5 separate regions of the Mus musculus genome follow, and all the other regions are linked to region 1. Evidence: chromatin contacts called from public HiCAR-type and promoter capture Hi-C data. All regions are on one chromosome and are shown on one strand. The core of a region is the stretch at or near the end of the contact, and the rest is flanking DNA. Distances in the headings are between cores, read along the strand shown.

Region 1 (2,700 bases), core at 85-2,584:
ATGATTTTGAGAACACTCCTGGTTTCTATGTGCCTATTCAACTCTGTCTTGGTGACAGGAAAGTGACCCTATGTGTATATAACCAAAGAAGCATGAAGCCCTTGCTTTGCTTTAAAAGGGGGTTATTTAAAATGTCAAGACCATTCTTAGCTGAACAAAAATAGACAGTAGGTTAGATATAGCCTGTGAGTTCTAGTTTGCCTTTATTAACTACTGCTCTAGAGGTCAGAACAGAAACTATGGGGCCAAACTGGGAATATTTGGCTCCAATAGAAAAGGGATAACCAGAGTTATAGGAAAATGAAATTTGTTTCCCAGGAAATTACAACCACTGCCTTACAAAAAAAAGATAGAAAAGATATTCAAAAGGCACTGATTAGGGATGTCATGGGAAGAGTCTAAGGCCTGACCAGGGATTGGTTTTCCTCTTTAATGTCTATAGGATGGCCACCATGTCAAAATGTTTTCTCTTCTATGTATCCATCATTTCTCACCCACTCACTTCTATGTTTATATTTGCTAGGTCTTTATACACGAGCCACTCCTCCTTGACTACCATGTGTTGATAATTGCCTCAACTTGTTCCTAATTTTTCATGCATCTTATTTTCTATTCAGAAACTAAGGGGTTAATGTCAAAAGGGCAAGGTTCGCTGGGCAGCTGCTGCACTGTTGCCTAGCAACCCTGAGGGACAGCTCAGAATTTCTGCAAAAGCTTTTGTGGAAAGATGGTCTGATCCAACTATCAGGGCAGAGTAAAGAGCAAAGGAGATAATGTATGTTGAACCCATGATAAACCAAGAAACAGGATCTGATTCTGTCTCACAGAATGTTGGCTCTTCCTTTATGTCACTAGGAGGAAATTAAATTTGCTTAAAGAGATTTCAGCTCGTTCTGCTCCCCTCCTTTCCCCCAGTGGTTTGGTCCTGCTTCTCAGAACAGCATCCTTTCCACTAAACCTCCAGAGTGGCCTGCTCCTGTCTCACAGATTATTAGGCCCTTTCTGCTTTTATTTTTCCAGGTAGTTATTTAGCTAACACCTAGAGTGATTTGATTGTGTCTTACACTAAACCATCCCCACTCGGTTCCCTGTTCACTGCAGTGGTTTGCTCCTATCTGCTGAGCATCAGCATCTTTCCCCTCCTGTCTCACAGGAATGATTAGATACTGCGTCACGGAGCATCAGGCTTTTAGCCCCTCCCCCGGGGTCCACAGTGGTTTGATCCTACCTCATGGACTATTAGGCTCTTTCTGATTCCCCCTCTAGCATCACCATTACTAATGGTATGGTCCTTAGCATCAGGTCCTTTTTGTCCCCCACTGGTCTTCTGAGCAGACTTGACGCAGTTTCATCTCATTCCTGAGGTATCCTGAGCCCCTCAGTGCCATACTTCTGCGTGAGTGCTGTGAACTGGAGCAAATGGGTTGAAAATGGCCAGAAGTTGCTCTTGGTCTCTTTAGATCTTTTATGACAAAGAAAAAAATTGAATTTCTGACCAGTTAAAATCCATTTGAGCCAGTTTAAGCTAATTATGCAGAACTGGAGCCTGAGGTCGGTAAATCCAGGAAGATGGCTGAATACTATGCTGACTCAAGTACAGACAAGGAGCCAGGTATTTATAAAAGTTGAAAGTAATCTGAGAGAAGGAAAAAAGTCTGATTAAGGAAGCAGGAAAATATAGGAAGTAGGGTTGGTAGAGGGAAGGCTCAGAAGAGGTTGGTGCAACCAGAAACAATTTTTTTTTAGAGGTTGAGAGGTCATTTCTAGGAAGCAATGCAGGGTTTGGGGCTCTAAATTCAGGTGTCTAGGAGACAGTCTGAATGCTGACATCATCTGGTAGGCTGGAGCTGAGACTGGGTGATTTGTGGTGCAGTGATGCTGTCTGGCTCTGCAGGCCTGCTCCTAGGCCATTCTTTATATGTGTGTCACCTCAGGCTTTTTGATAGTTCCAAGCCTACAAATGGCCATCCTTTCACCTCTTTAACTGAGCTGGTCATTTAAATTAGGAGGGAGTGAGCAATTTTGAAGAAATAGCAAATAAGAATAAGTAAGACAGGTGTGCATGAATGAGTTGATTAGAATTGAGTTGGGGCGCTCACTTTCTAATTTCTGTTTCAGCAGGGTAGTTGGGGAAGTGGCAGGTTGAGAATAGTACCTCTTTTCTCATCCCTGGCATGGGTTATCCTCAGGGCTGTAGGTTGATGTAGAAACTAGCATATGTGGTCTGGATTTCTGTCATGTGCCTGTGTTCCTGCTCTTTGTGGGGAGTGCAGTGAAAAGGTTGAGGCTGAGGCATGGAGGATGAAAACAATGATATTTTCACAGACTGCAGCATTTCTGATGCAGTGGGACAGTGGGCAGGCCTGATGACTTGATGACGACTGATGTTCTGCTGCAAGATGGAGGGTGGGGTTGGAGCTGGCTGGTGCAGCTGCTAGGGGGTGCATGTGATTCTCTGGCTCCCTTCTTGGAAGCAGCAAAAGAAAGCTTTCCTAGAATGATCTAGAAACTTGGCTGCCTGGGAGGGAAGTTGATCTTTAATATAAATATATGTTTGGAGAATTTGTTAGGATTCTGTATGTTTAGGAAGGTTGCTTCAGTTAGCCACTGCCCATTTCTCCAAAGGGAGGATGGCGGCCATTTTACTGAAGGCAGCTGAATGGCCTTTCCAGGATTGAGGTGGAAAAATTAGAAGGTTTA
Region 2 (2,700 bases), core at 192-2,691, 800 kb before region 1:
GTGTTTTGCATGAACATAATACAGTGGGTTGGTTCTGGATATCAGCCCAGGAAGAGAAGGCCACCTACCAATATTGGCTACGATAAAATAAGTGCCTGTACAGAAGCCAGAGAACCTCTGTTCCCTTACATGTGTTAGTATCTAAAGGATGCCCTCACTTGAACTGGCCCAAATCTTCAAAGGGACCAGGATTACTGCCAATCAGTCATCCACTTCCAAAGAAGGTCAAGCAGGCAGAGTAGTCAGTCACTGCGACCATCAATGGCCCTTAAAAATTCCCATCCTTGGGTCCTATAGTTGTTACATGAACAACCAGGCCCATCAGTTATGTATCTAACCATCATCCTTGACTCCTGGCAAAAAAAAAAAAGTATACATTATGAAAGGCAAAAAGGAGAAGACGCATACACCCTAGTAATTCTTTCAGGTAAGGGAGAAGCCAAGTTAAGTCAGTGACCTGGGACCCACATGTGCCACGTGCGTGGGAGCCTTCCTCAGTTCTGACATCCTGCTTCTCTAGCCACCTCTCGAGTGAGGTTACAGGCCTCCAACTCCCGGCGGCCACACCCTGCATGTGTCACAATCCTGATGCAAACCCCAGGGCCAGGAGTCCAACCGCAAGGTAGGGCAGCAGAGGCCTGTTATATAAGCCATACAGAGCTTCATCCAGTGGGCCTCACCCTCCCACCCACAATTCTTTGGGGAGAGGGACCTCCACTCGAGAGGACTTTGAGCAACATCTTTTGGGAAAGAAATCATTTGTACCAGGACCAATGAAACGTGGGCGGTTTCGGATTCGTCACGGATGGTCCAAGAATCTTGGGGGAAGGGAAACTAGCTAAATGACCTTTCAAGGTCCCTCAGCAGGGGCCTAGAGATTTGCAGGATAAGTACTACGTCCATTCTCGCTACAAGAGATGAAACTGCACTTCAGAAATGGGAAAAAGATTGAGTCCTGAGAATCTGAGCCCTTTATCAGTGGGATCAACTCCCTAAAGGACACATTTGGTCGCTTTTTAAGCTAGAAGCAGTTAGGACGCAGAAAAGCAAACTCAGACACAGTCTCCGCCCCAATGAGGTGAGAGGAACAGCCTTAACCTCCAAACCCAGGACCCCCAAGACCCAGCTGAAAAATAAGTGCAACTTAAGGTGATGGGAAAACCGTGCTTGCCACGGCCAGAGAGAATGTGGCCCCGAGGGCTTGAGGGCAGCAGTACGGAATTACCTCATCACGACCCGCTTCCCCTTCACGTCCAGCTTGTCCAAAGTCAGCTTGTTGGAAAGCGACATTTTGGCAACACCGTGAGGTCGAAAGGCCCGGAGATGAGGAAGAGGAGAACAGCGCGGCAGACGTGCGCTTTTGAAGCGTGCAGAATGCCGGGCCTCCGGAGGACCTTCGGGCGCCCGCCCCGCCCCTGAGCCCGCCCCTGAGCCCGCCCCCGGACCCACCCCTTCCCAGCCTCTGAGCCCAGAAAGCGAAGGAGCAAAGCTGCTATTGGCCGCTGCCCCAAAGGCCTACCCGCTTCCATTGCTCAGCGGTGCTGTCCATCTGCACGAGACTAGTGAGACGTGCTACTTCCATTTGTCACGTCCTGCACGACGCGAGCTGCGGGGCGGGGGGGAACTTCCTGACTAGGGGAGGAGTAGAAGGTGGCGCGAAGGGGCCACCAAAGAACGGAGCCGGTTGGCGCCTACCGGTGGATGTGGAATGTGTGCGAGGCCAGAGGCCACTTGTGTAGCGCCAAGTGCCCAGCGGGGCTGCTAAAGCGCATGCTCCAGACTGCCTTGGGAAAAGCGCCTCCCCTACCCGGTAGAATTCCCAGGCGCCTTTTCTAGACCTTTGCAAATGTCATCCCCTTTTGGAATCCTCTGCTTTCTCAGCTCCCAAATGGAAGTCTACATAAGGTCTTACTTAGTAATCGAAACCTCTCAGAAGTTAAAAAAGGACCAGGCCTTCCCCTCCCCCCTTTTATAATAAAAAGTACAATGTAATTGCTGTGGTTACATTATTCATAATGACGAATACATATAGCATGTGTCATGCTAACTAACAATGCTCATAAAATTCCTAAGTACGTTCTGTTATTAAAGATGAAGTAACTGATAGACAAAGATTTAGTGTCTTATCAAGACTGCAAAGCATCTAAGTGATCATTTCAATCCTGGGCCACTGTGATTTCGACTGCTTTGGGAGTGTAGCTCAGTGGTAAAATGCGGGCCAGAGGCCGTGGATCCAATCTCCAGCACTGTTTAAAAACAAAAACAAAACTTTAAATCTCTACTGACACTCATTTGGGCTAAGGACGGTGCTCAGTGGTAAAGTGCTTGCCTGACGGTCTGAGACAGGACAACTAGTTAGGAAATTGAAGGGCACATGAGAAATGGAAGCCCTTGTTCACTCTCCTGGTTTTTTCTTTCCACCTCTCTCACTGGCAGATATCCAGGAGTGACTGGCCAAAGCACCTCTGGAAGTTACTATATTATGTGAAGTAACTCAGAAAGACAATACCATGTGTTTTCTATCCTATGCAGCTTTTTATATAAGCATATACATGGAGAGGAGAGACAGGTCCAGGAAAGGGAAACAGTTTTAAGAGAACAGAGGACGGAAAAAGAACTGGGTAACAGGAGCCACGTGACATGGAAGAGACAAAGGACTGCAGGAATGCTGAGAGCCCCCATGGTTATCCAATAGCAGTA
Region 3 (2,700 bases), core at 125-2,624, 830 kb before region 1:
GGGGCGGGGCTCGGGGTGCGTGGGGCGGGGCTTGGGAGCCGTCAGCGTGGGTTCCGCAAGAGCATCAAAGTTCAAGATGGCTGACCAGGAGTCGGATGCGTTTGACCAGATTGTCGAGGAGGAGTCGTCCTCGGATGAGGTAAACTGCCCTACCTAAACTGAAGGGTTCGCTAAGCCCCGAAATGTTAAATCTGTGAGAGGTACTCCTGGAGAATTTTAAGTAAAACAGTCTTTGTTATAACTACGAGGCCCATTCAGTTGTGAGGACGTGAAAGGGCCTCATTTGGTAGGCCTAATTCTCTAATCTTCGTAAGCGGTCGGCGGAAAGATGCTACTATCAACGCTCTAGAGCTAGGTACCAACGAGATGGGATGTAATTTTGTGAAGTTACCCTGATAGGACTTGTCGCTAATTAATGGGCCTGGTTGTGTCTGATCCAGGTGTCCTGGCAACCTTTTCGAAGGCGGAAGAGAACAGGGCTGTTGAGAAACGTAGGAACGGGATTCTCGGACTCGTTTTAAACCAGAGACTGTTAACTTCGTAATTCTAAGGGTAGGGGAAGTAGAAGCCATGGCGTGAACCTCGTGAACCTCGGGGTACTCACGCCCAGGGGCATTTGTGGAATTCAGAGGTCATCAGACTTGTCATGCCGGAAGAGCGTTTAACCGCTCGAAACCTCTCTTAGCCGGTCCCTATTCTGAAAATATATATATATATATGGGAGTGGGCAATCTGGGAGACAAAAAAGAGTCCAGTTTCCACCCTAGAGGCTGGAGCCCCTCAGACCGTGAGGACGTAGGGAAGCCGGTGCTTTTGTAGGCTAGACCAAATCCCCACGTGTGAAGAACCGGATCTACTGCAGTGGCTTTCCCCCTTCGAGATGCTTTCATGCAGTTCCTCAGCTTGTGGTGAGCCCCCAACCATAAAAGTATTTTTGTTCCTACTTTATCATTGTAATTTTCTTGCTGTTATGAGTTGTAATGTAAACAGCGTATGCGACCCCAGTGCAAGGGTGGTTCGACCCCGAAGGAGTCGCAACCCGCAGGTCGAAAACCTCTGGTCTATTGGGTAGGGTTCCCAGATTTGAAAAAGATTTCCTAATGCCCACTTAAATTTGGATGTCAGCTAAGGAGCAACTAATTTTGCAGTATCAACATGGCCTGTGTGCCGAGGTGGTGATACACATTCGTTGTTAATGTGATATTCAAATGGAACGGGCTGTCGCGTTTGCCAGAACCATGTTCACCCAGCGGCCGAGTGGAGGAAGGGCCTCTGAGGGAATTCCAGGAAACTCCGAGGACCAGTGGGCATTAAGTGGGAGTGAGGATGGTCGGAGGGGAGCTGGCGCTGCATGGCGCAGAGTCGCTGAGCATCGCTAGGGCGACTTCCTCCGCACCTCTCCACCTCCGAACCTGCATGGGCCCCGGGTAGCCAAGTCCACACAGGTGGGGGCTGGCGGCTGGGAAGCAGCCCCGGCCGGGGAGCTGCGTGCTAGGACCGCCTTCCATCCCCCACAGGGGTGGAGCCAGACCGAGGTGGAAACCGCCTGCAGCTCTATCTCCGAGGTTGAGGAGCCGCAAGAGAAAATGGAGCCGGCCAAGATGGCGCCTATCAAGAACGCTCCGAGAGATGCCTTGGTAAGCGCGCGCGGGGAGCAGGGCCCGGCGCACTCCGTAGCATTGGGACCTGTGAGACAGGCCAGCCCGAGCGCTTGCCGGGGGAGCCCGAGCGCCTGGCGGGGATCGCGCGCCGTTTGCAGCCGGTAGACGTGGCTGGGAAAGGGCAGTGGAGTCCCCCTGTCCCTGGGGCTCCGTCCTTGCTCCTGGGGAGCCCCTCCAAAGGGCTGCCGCGGGGCTTTGTCTCGCTGGCCCGAGGCCACCCCCACCCACAAGTCCGCAGCCTCCTCGCTTCACGAGGATTCCCTGACTGCGACATGGGTTCTGATGCTAGTAGCTTCCCTCGCTGACAGATCCGAAAATGACAGCCAGCTGGACCCACCCCTACCTCTGCCTGGAAAGCCGGTAAAGGCCATTCTTGTGCCTTTGCTCCCACCCTTGCTAAAAGTTTTCAGCAAGAACATATGCCTGATTTTGTGTGATCACTGATAGGCAAACACTGGGAGAGGCACAAGGAGGAACGGTTTGCTGCATATAAAAATATGCCTTCCATCCAGCCTTGATTTCTTTCACTTAACATCGCGCATTCCGTCTGGCATTTTGTCTTTCTTTGAATCCACAGGTGATGGCACAGATCCTGAAGGATATGGGAATCACAGAGTATGAGCCAAGGGTTATAAATCAAATGTTGGAATTTGCTTTCCGTAAGTTAAATAAGTGAATACACCCAAAACCTGACCTCATGAATTAGAGAAGCTCGTTTGCTATAACACTTTAAACCAAAAGCAGTTGTTACTAATCTAGAGATGAGTAAAGCACTAAAAAGGAGCGCAAGTTAAGGGGTTGTAGTATTTAGATATGGCATGTCCGCATAAGTAAAGTATGCGAATAGGACAATTAGCGATTAAAACCAAAATTCATAAAGGTTCCAGAAATTAGCGGAACCTTTAAAAACCAGGGAGCATAAATAGTAAGGTGCTTTTAGGTTAGTCTTGGTTATGCATACTGTAATCTAGCCCTTGAGAAGGAGAGGCAAGAGGATCGGAAGTTCCAAGGGATCCCTTGGCGATATAGTGAGGCCGGT
Region 4 (2,700 bases), core at 10-2,509, 620 kb before region 1:
CAAAAAAAAAAAAAAAATGATAAAAAAACTTTTCCTACAGTATTTTTAAAAGTCCCTAAGTCACTTAAAGATCAAAGAAATTGAGATTACCAAACAACTGTTGTTTCAACACTCTGATTTACCAAGTGATCTCCCCTCTATACCAAAATAAAATTAAAAACAAACAAACAAACAAAACCACCCAGTTTAGTGACCAGAGATTGGTTAATGGTCTTTGACATAGGTATTACTTACTAACCTCTGTTTTACAAAAACAAGTTTATAACGCTAAATCATTTGTCCAAAGTGAAAGAAATAATAAACACAGCTTGTAGCAGATGAAAGATCAGTTGGGCTTCTTTCTTTTTTTTTTTTTTCAATTATTCCCAAAGTACTTCAGTACTTAGAACACAGCATGTGATCTAAAGGTAAAATAAAACTAAATCCATGGCTAGAAAAGCAAGTAAGTATTGTGTAAGGTCACCTTCATTCACATTACTGAAGGTCACCTTCAGGGTAAAGCAATTACAAAAATGAATTTTTTTCTTTCCAGTCCAGTGTATTTTCCATATATACTGCTAGTCTCAAGTTTCCACGTACTTGCCTAACTTTAAAGCAGGAAAAAAAAATGACCATGATTGTTTTCGCTATAGTTAATATTCCGTTAATAATCTACAGATGACTTCTTCAAAGCTGCCAGGCTTAAGGTTTTCAACCCCTTGCTATGAATCCAGATGCGGTAGATTTAGTTTCCTACCACCGTTATTGTAGGAGATCAGTTCTTCTACGTAAATACACTCCCAGAGCTAAAATTTAGATCATCGCTAAAAGAGCAAGGTGTCCGCCAAAGCGTTCTTCCTGGAAATCATAGGTCTCTGAAGAAAGAGAATGCATAACGAGGTTAGGAACACAAGGACAGGATGATAAAGCCACTGTCACAGCTACCTCTGTTATGGCTAGCTTCCCTTCCCAGTGACTGGAGACCACGCAGGGGACCATGCACCTAGAATTAAAACCCGCAGGATTTGGGGCGGAGGAAGAGGGCAGAAGAGCACGAGGACAGCCGGATCCCGGGTGTTGTAAAGAACTCGCCCACATTATCTGCTCACCTTGGAGACGGCTTAGTGCGTTTTTGGCTAAGGGCAACATCGCGGAGACGAAGATGGAACTGCGGCGACTATGCTGCTGCCTTGGTGCAAATTCACCCCAGCTACCCTTGCAAAGCGTCCTGAAAAACAAAATGGCTTTCAGCAGGGAGCCCAAATGAGAATTGGTGAGATGTCGCGAGATTTAGGGGTTGACCTATAGAAATTGTCATCCTAGTTCCTGCGAGGAAATAGGAAGGTCTTTGGGAAATGTAGTTTCAAGCTTGATGGCTTCCATAAAGTAGTATTTACTAAGCAGGGAGGTTAACTCTTTGGACAAAGGTTTCGGACTCTACAAAGGAGAGCTGAGACACCGACCTTACATAAGGCACCAGCATCAAAATGGTGCTAAAACTCCAGAGGATTGGATCTAGTGTCTCACTTCCAATTACAGTCCCTTCAAATTTTTCACATTCTGTCTCCTATTACCTACATTAATTGGTTTTACCTTTATTGGTTTTTTTTTTTGGAATTTTTGTGGGGGAGTTGAGACACGGCCTCTCTATTTAGTCCTGGCTGACCAGGAACTCTCTATGTAGACCAAGCTGGCCTGGAACTCACAGAAAAAGTCCTGCCTTTGCCTCCCAAGTGCTGGGAGATCAATTGACCTTTTTCCCCTAAGGATTCCAGTTCATGTGCATCTGGCAAGAATACTATATATGTATCTTCTTAAGAAACTCTGTGTAGGGCTGGTGAGATGGCTCAGTGGGTAAGAGCACCCGACTGCTCTTCCAAAGGTCCAGAGTTCAAATCCCAGCAACCACATGGTGGCTCACAACCATCCTTAATGAGATCTGATGCCCTCTTCTGGTGTGTCTGAAGACAGCTACAGTGTACTTACATATAATAAATAATAAATAAAAAAAAAAAAAAAAAAAAAGAAACTCTGTGTAAGCCAGGTCTCCCTATGTAACCCAGACTGGCTAGAACTTACTATGTAGCCCAGACTGGCCTAGAATTTGCAATTCTTTTGCCTTAGCTTCTCTAGTGTCATGATTAGATAAATAATGTACAAATCAAACTCTGCTTTTTAGAGCATCCTATCAAAAGGTATAGGATCTTAGCATGTCCCATTCAGTAATAGTATGAACTTAATCATTTAATCCAAGCACTGCATACCAGATTTCTACACTTTAAAGTCACCGCTTTCCCTTTGTAATTAAAAAAAAAAAGTATCTTGAGTGGAAAGGAGGGATGTGTGCAAAAAAAAAAAAAAAAAGGTAACTCCAATGCATAATGACTATCCTATTCTGCATAAGCTTCTATCCACTATGTTTTGTATCCATTGGTAATTCTTTACCACACTGTGTCTGTATGACCACTGCAGTTCATATGCCTAAAGCAACCTGAGTGAGCATAAAACAGAGATACTCAAACCACCATGCTTATTTGGTATGCTTGTTTATTTTTTAAGATTTATTTATTTATTATATGTAAATACACTGTAGCTGTCTTCAGACACACGGGAAGAGGGCATCAGATCCCCATTACAGATGGTTGTGAGCCACCATGTGGTTGCTGGGACTTGAACTCAGGACCTCTGGAAGAGCAGTCAGTGTTCTTAACTGCTGAGTCA
Region 5 (2,700 bases), core at 121-2,620, 540 kb before region 1:
CATATGCCTTTAGTCTAAGTTCTCAGGTGGCAAAGGCAGTTGGATTTCTGAGCTGAAAGCCAGCCTGATCTACAGAGCAAGTTCCAGGAGAGCCAGGGCTGCACAGAGAAACTCTGTCTCGGAAACAAACAAACAAACAAACAAACAAAAACCTAGTCTGATTGTTGGAATGCATTGTTTGAAAAGAGACTCTTCTCTTGTCATTCTAGTCCAAAACTGCAACCCTGACATCTAAGCATGACCAAAACTGTTGCATATTTCAGGAAAAATAAACAGAATGAACAAAATAAAGGGAATGAACATGTGTTCCAGAATAAATGTGGGCACAAAGTTGGAAACTTCAAATTTAGAAAACTTATTTGTGATTTGCAGAGATTATGAATGAAAAATGAAATGAGGGGGAAACGATTTGGATCAGTTGGTAAGTGAGATATACCCCCAATCATATCAGATTGAACTAATGGCTGACCTGTGTGTGACAATTTCAAGATTGTTCAATATCAAAAGAATTAGATGTCAATGTCCAGTTGATCATATATATATAAATACCTGTAAGTATCCTTAAGTATGATGGGGTACACCTGTCTTCTAAGCACTTTGGGAGGCTGCAAGGACAGTCCAAGTTTGAGGCCAGCCTCATATACATGTTGAGTTGCAGCCTAGTCAGGACTGTATAGCTAGAATTTTTCTCATTCTCTTTCCACAAAAGGTAAAAATTCACACGTGTAAGCGTTGGCAAGCTGAATATTATAATGAAATATATAGAAGAAAAATTAAGAATATTATAAAATAGGAAAGAAAATATTTATATTTTGGGTGGCTATGGAGATTAATGATTAAGAGTGTGCATGTGGGGGAGGGGTTAGGACATAGCTCAATGATAGAGTATTTGCCTAACATGCACAAAGCCTTGGGTTTAAAACAGCATAAGAATGTATGTCCACCCTCCCCGCAAGGATGGATGTTTGGCTGAATGTGGAACTTGTGCATTGGTATCCTCACCCATTAAAATGTTAGGTCTGCCTACTTTGGATGGTTCAAGCATGAGATTAAGATAAAGGATCTGTGTAGTGGTCGACATATAGTAAATTCTCAATAAACGTAAATGGGGTGTCATTGTTTCACCAATTATGTGGAAGTAGAGAGGTTGGACCAAGAGCGCATTTTCAGGATAATGTCAAGATACATCCCTGACACTTTGAGGTCAGCAGTAACTGAACTGGACCCCACTAAGAAGAGGTGGAGGGGATCAAATGACGTCGACCGCCTTAGCAACAGGCTCCCAAAGAAGGTGAATTTCCGTAGCCAATAAGACACTGAGCTCTGGCAGAGGTAGCCAATAGATGACGGAAAGAGGAAGAGGGAGGACGCGCCAATTCTCCTGCCCAAGCCTCGGCCCAACAAAATGGCGTCGGCATAGGCCTTGCTTTGTTTCCGTGGCTCTTGCAGCAGCAGCAGCAGCAGCAGCAGCAGCGGTAGCGGACTCTGAGCTGGGAGGACGATCCAGCACTATCTGCGGTGACTACTAAGATCCCAGTACTTTTCGTTCAGCCACTGGCGCCGAGGAGCGCAGAACGGTACCCAAGGGGTTGCCAAGCCAAGCGGCCGTCCGAGCCAAAAACATGACCGCTGAGCCCATGAGGTAAAACGCAAGCCCTTGTCACGGGCCCCGGCGTTCTGCTCCCGGGCGCCTTCCACTCGAGTGGGGTGTTTGCAAAGACGTGCGCTAGGTGCCCTAGGCCCGCGCGCGGCTTCGCGGTCAGCGGCATCGTTTTCCCTCTAGGTGAGCGGGGCTGGGGGAGCGCGGTGGGAAGCCCCAGCTGGGGCTTGGGGTGTGTGTGTGTGTGTGTCTATGTGTGTATGTGTGTGTCTGTCTGTCTGTCTGTGTGTGTGTCGGTCGGGGGCGGCATGCGGCGCGCGCGTTGCCTTTCCCGCCTCCCGCCGCTGCGGAGCCGGGAGCCCCTGCTCGGCTCACGCCTCCGTGCCCGCGGCGTCGAGGCCTGGGGGCGGGGGGTGTCGCGGGCCACCGAACGCTTGCGGTCAGTCTTTCGAATCTCGGGGCCTAGCGACTGCGTGGGGAAGGAGGGGGGAGGGGGGGGGAGAAGGTGGATGGGGGAGGGGGAGGGGCGGAGGATGGGGAGGGGGAGGGGCGGCGGGAGGAAGTGAGATCCTGGAACTAGCGAACCCCAATGGTCGCCTCCACTGGAAGTCCTCCAGCTCTCCGCGGCTCCGAGAGGAGAGCCGAGCATTGGAGGTAGGAGGGCCGGGCCCGGAAGGTACCTCTAGAAGGTGCCTTTTCGCCCCCCGACTCCAGATCCTGGAGGGTTATCTTGGGGACCCCTGGGCGGCTGAGACGGAGAGCGGGCAGCCCAATGCGGGCTTTTGCTTTCTGAGAACAGCGGCCGACGACTTTGCAGGAGAAGTCCGGTTTTTGACGGGACATCGGTTGTTGTTACCCCCTGCGGTTTGGGACACGTTCCGTGAAGTAGTTAGATCGTGCTTTTATTTATTTGTTCCACGAGGCATGTGGAGCGGGTTAACGGGGATTCACCAGAAGATTTATTGCAAAGGTAGAAGAGAGCCCAGGCCCGATGTTAGCGATCAAATACGTTTACGATTCAGGCTGTTTTTCCACGCGTTTCTGATTTGCTTTTTGATTGTTTGGAGTAGTTAATCTGAAATGGATTCCGCTTTTATGCA

The links. Promoter capture Hi-C pulls out the DNA fragments that hold promoters and counts their contacts. HiCAR-type assays count read pairs that join an accessible place to other places.
Region 2: a promoter capture Hi-C map of hippocampal neurons shows a contact between it and region 1, with 8 times the contacts expected there. The contact joins the promoter of Pgk1 here to the promoter of 5330434G04Rik in region 1. A contact is called at or near these places in 3 of 39 promoter capture datasets (cranial neural crest, hippocampal neurons and maxillary cranial neural crest) and 1 of 115 datasets of contacts at active chromatin or transcription factors (astrocytes).
Region 3: a contact with region 1 is called in a HiCAR-type map of astrocytes, with 3 times the contacts expected there. The contact joins the promoter of Taf9b here to the promoter of 5330434G04Rik in region 1. A contact is called at or near these places in 1 of 39 promoter capture datasets (hippocampal neurons) and 1 of 115 datasets of contacts at active chromatin or transcription factors (astrocytes).
Region 4: a promoter capture Hi-C map of hippocampal neurons shows a contact between it and region 1, with 9 times the contacts expected there. The contact joins the promoter of Cox7b here to the promoter of 5330434G04Rik in region 1. A contact is called at or near these places in 3 of 39 promoter capture datasets (cranial neural crest, hippocampal neurons and second pharyngeal arch cranial neural crest), 5 of 484 Hi-C or Micro-C datasets (the N1E-115 cell line, brain, cerebellum and 2 more) and 2 of 115 datasets of contacts at active chromatin or transcription factors (astrocytes and embryonic forebrain).
Region 5: a promoter capture Hi-C map of hippocampal neurons shows a contact between it and region 1, with 7 times the contacts expected there. The contact joins the promoter of Atrx here to the promoter of 5330434G04Rik in region 1. A contact is called at or near these places in 3 of 39 promoter capture datasets (cranial neural crest, frontonasal cranial neural crest and hippocampal neurons), 1 of 484 Hi-C or Micro-C datasets (forebrain), 1 of 115 datasets of contacts at active chromatin or transcription factors (embryonic forebrain) and 1 of 9 other capture datasets (pancreatic islet).

What each region holds. Positions count from the first base shown.
Region 1 is chrX:105,390,388-105,393,087 of GRCm38.p6, reverse strand. 5330434G04Rik (RIKEN cDNA 5330434G04 gene) reads left to right here and starts at 1,334. Exons shown (of 5, transcript NR_015552.2): 1 at 1,334-1,612.
Region 2 is chrX:106,185,841-106,188,540 of GRCm38.p6, reverse strand. Pgk1 (phosphoglycerate kinase 1) reads right to left here and starts at 1,441. Exons shown (of 11, transcript NM_008828.3): 1 at 1,226-1,441. The coding sequence starts at 1,290.
Region 3 is chrX:106,218,516-106,221,215 of GRCm38.p6, reverse strand. Taf9b (TATA-box binding protein associated factor 9B) reads left to right here and starts at 1,374. Exons shown (of 7, transcript NM_001001176.2): 1 at 1,374-1,637; 2 at 2,239-2,320. The coding sequence starts at 1,587.
Region 4 is chrX:106,014,259-106,016,958 of GRCm38.p6, reverse strand. It overlaps Cox7b (cytochrome c oxidase subunit 7B), which reads right to left and starts at 1,259. Exons shown (of 3, transcript NM_025379.2): 1 at 1,089-1,259. The coding sequence starts at 1,128.
Region 5 is chrX:105,928,042-105,930,741 of GRCm38.p6, reverse strand. Atrx (ATRX, chromatin remodeler) reads left to right here and starts at 1,370. Exons shown (of 35, transcript NM_009530.2): 1 at 1,370-1,642. The coding sequence starts at 1,623.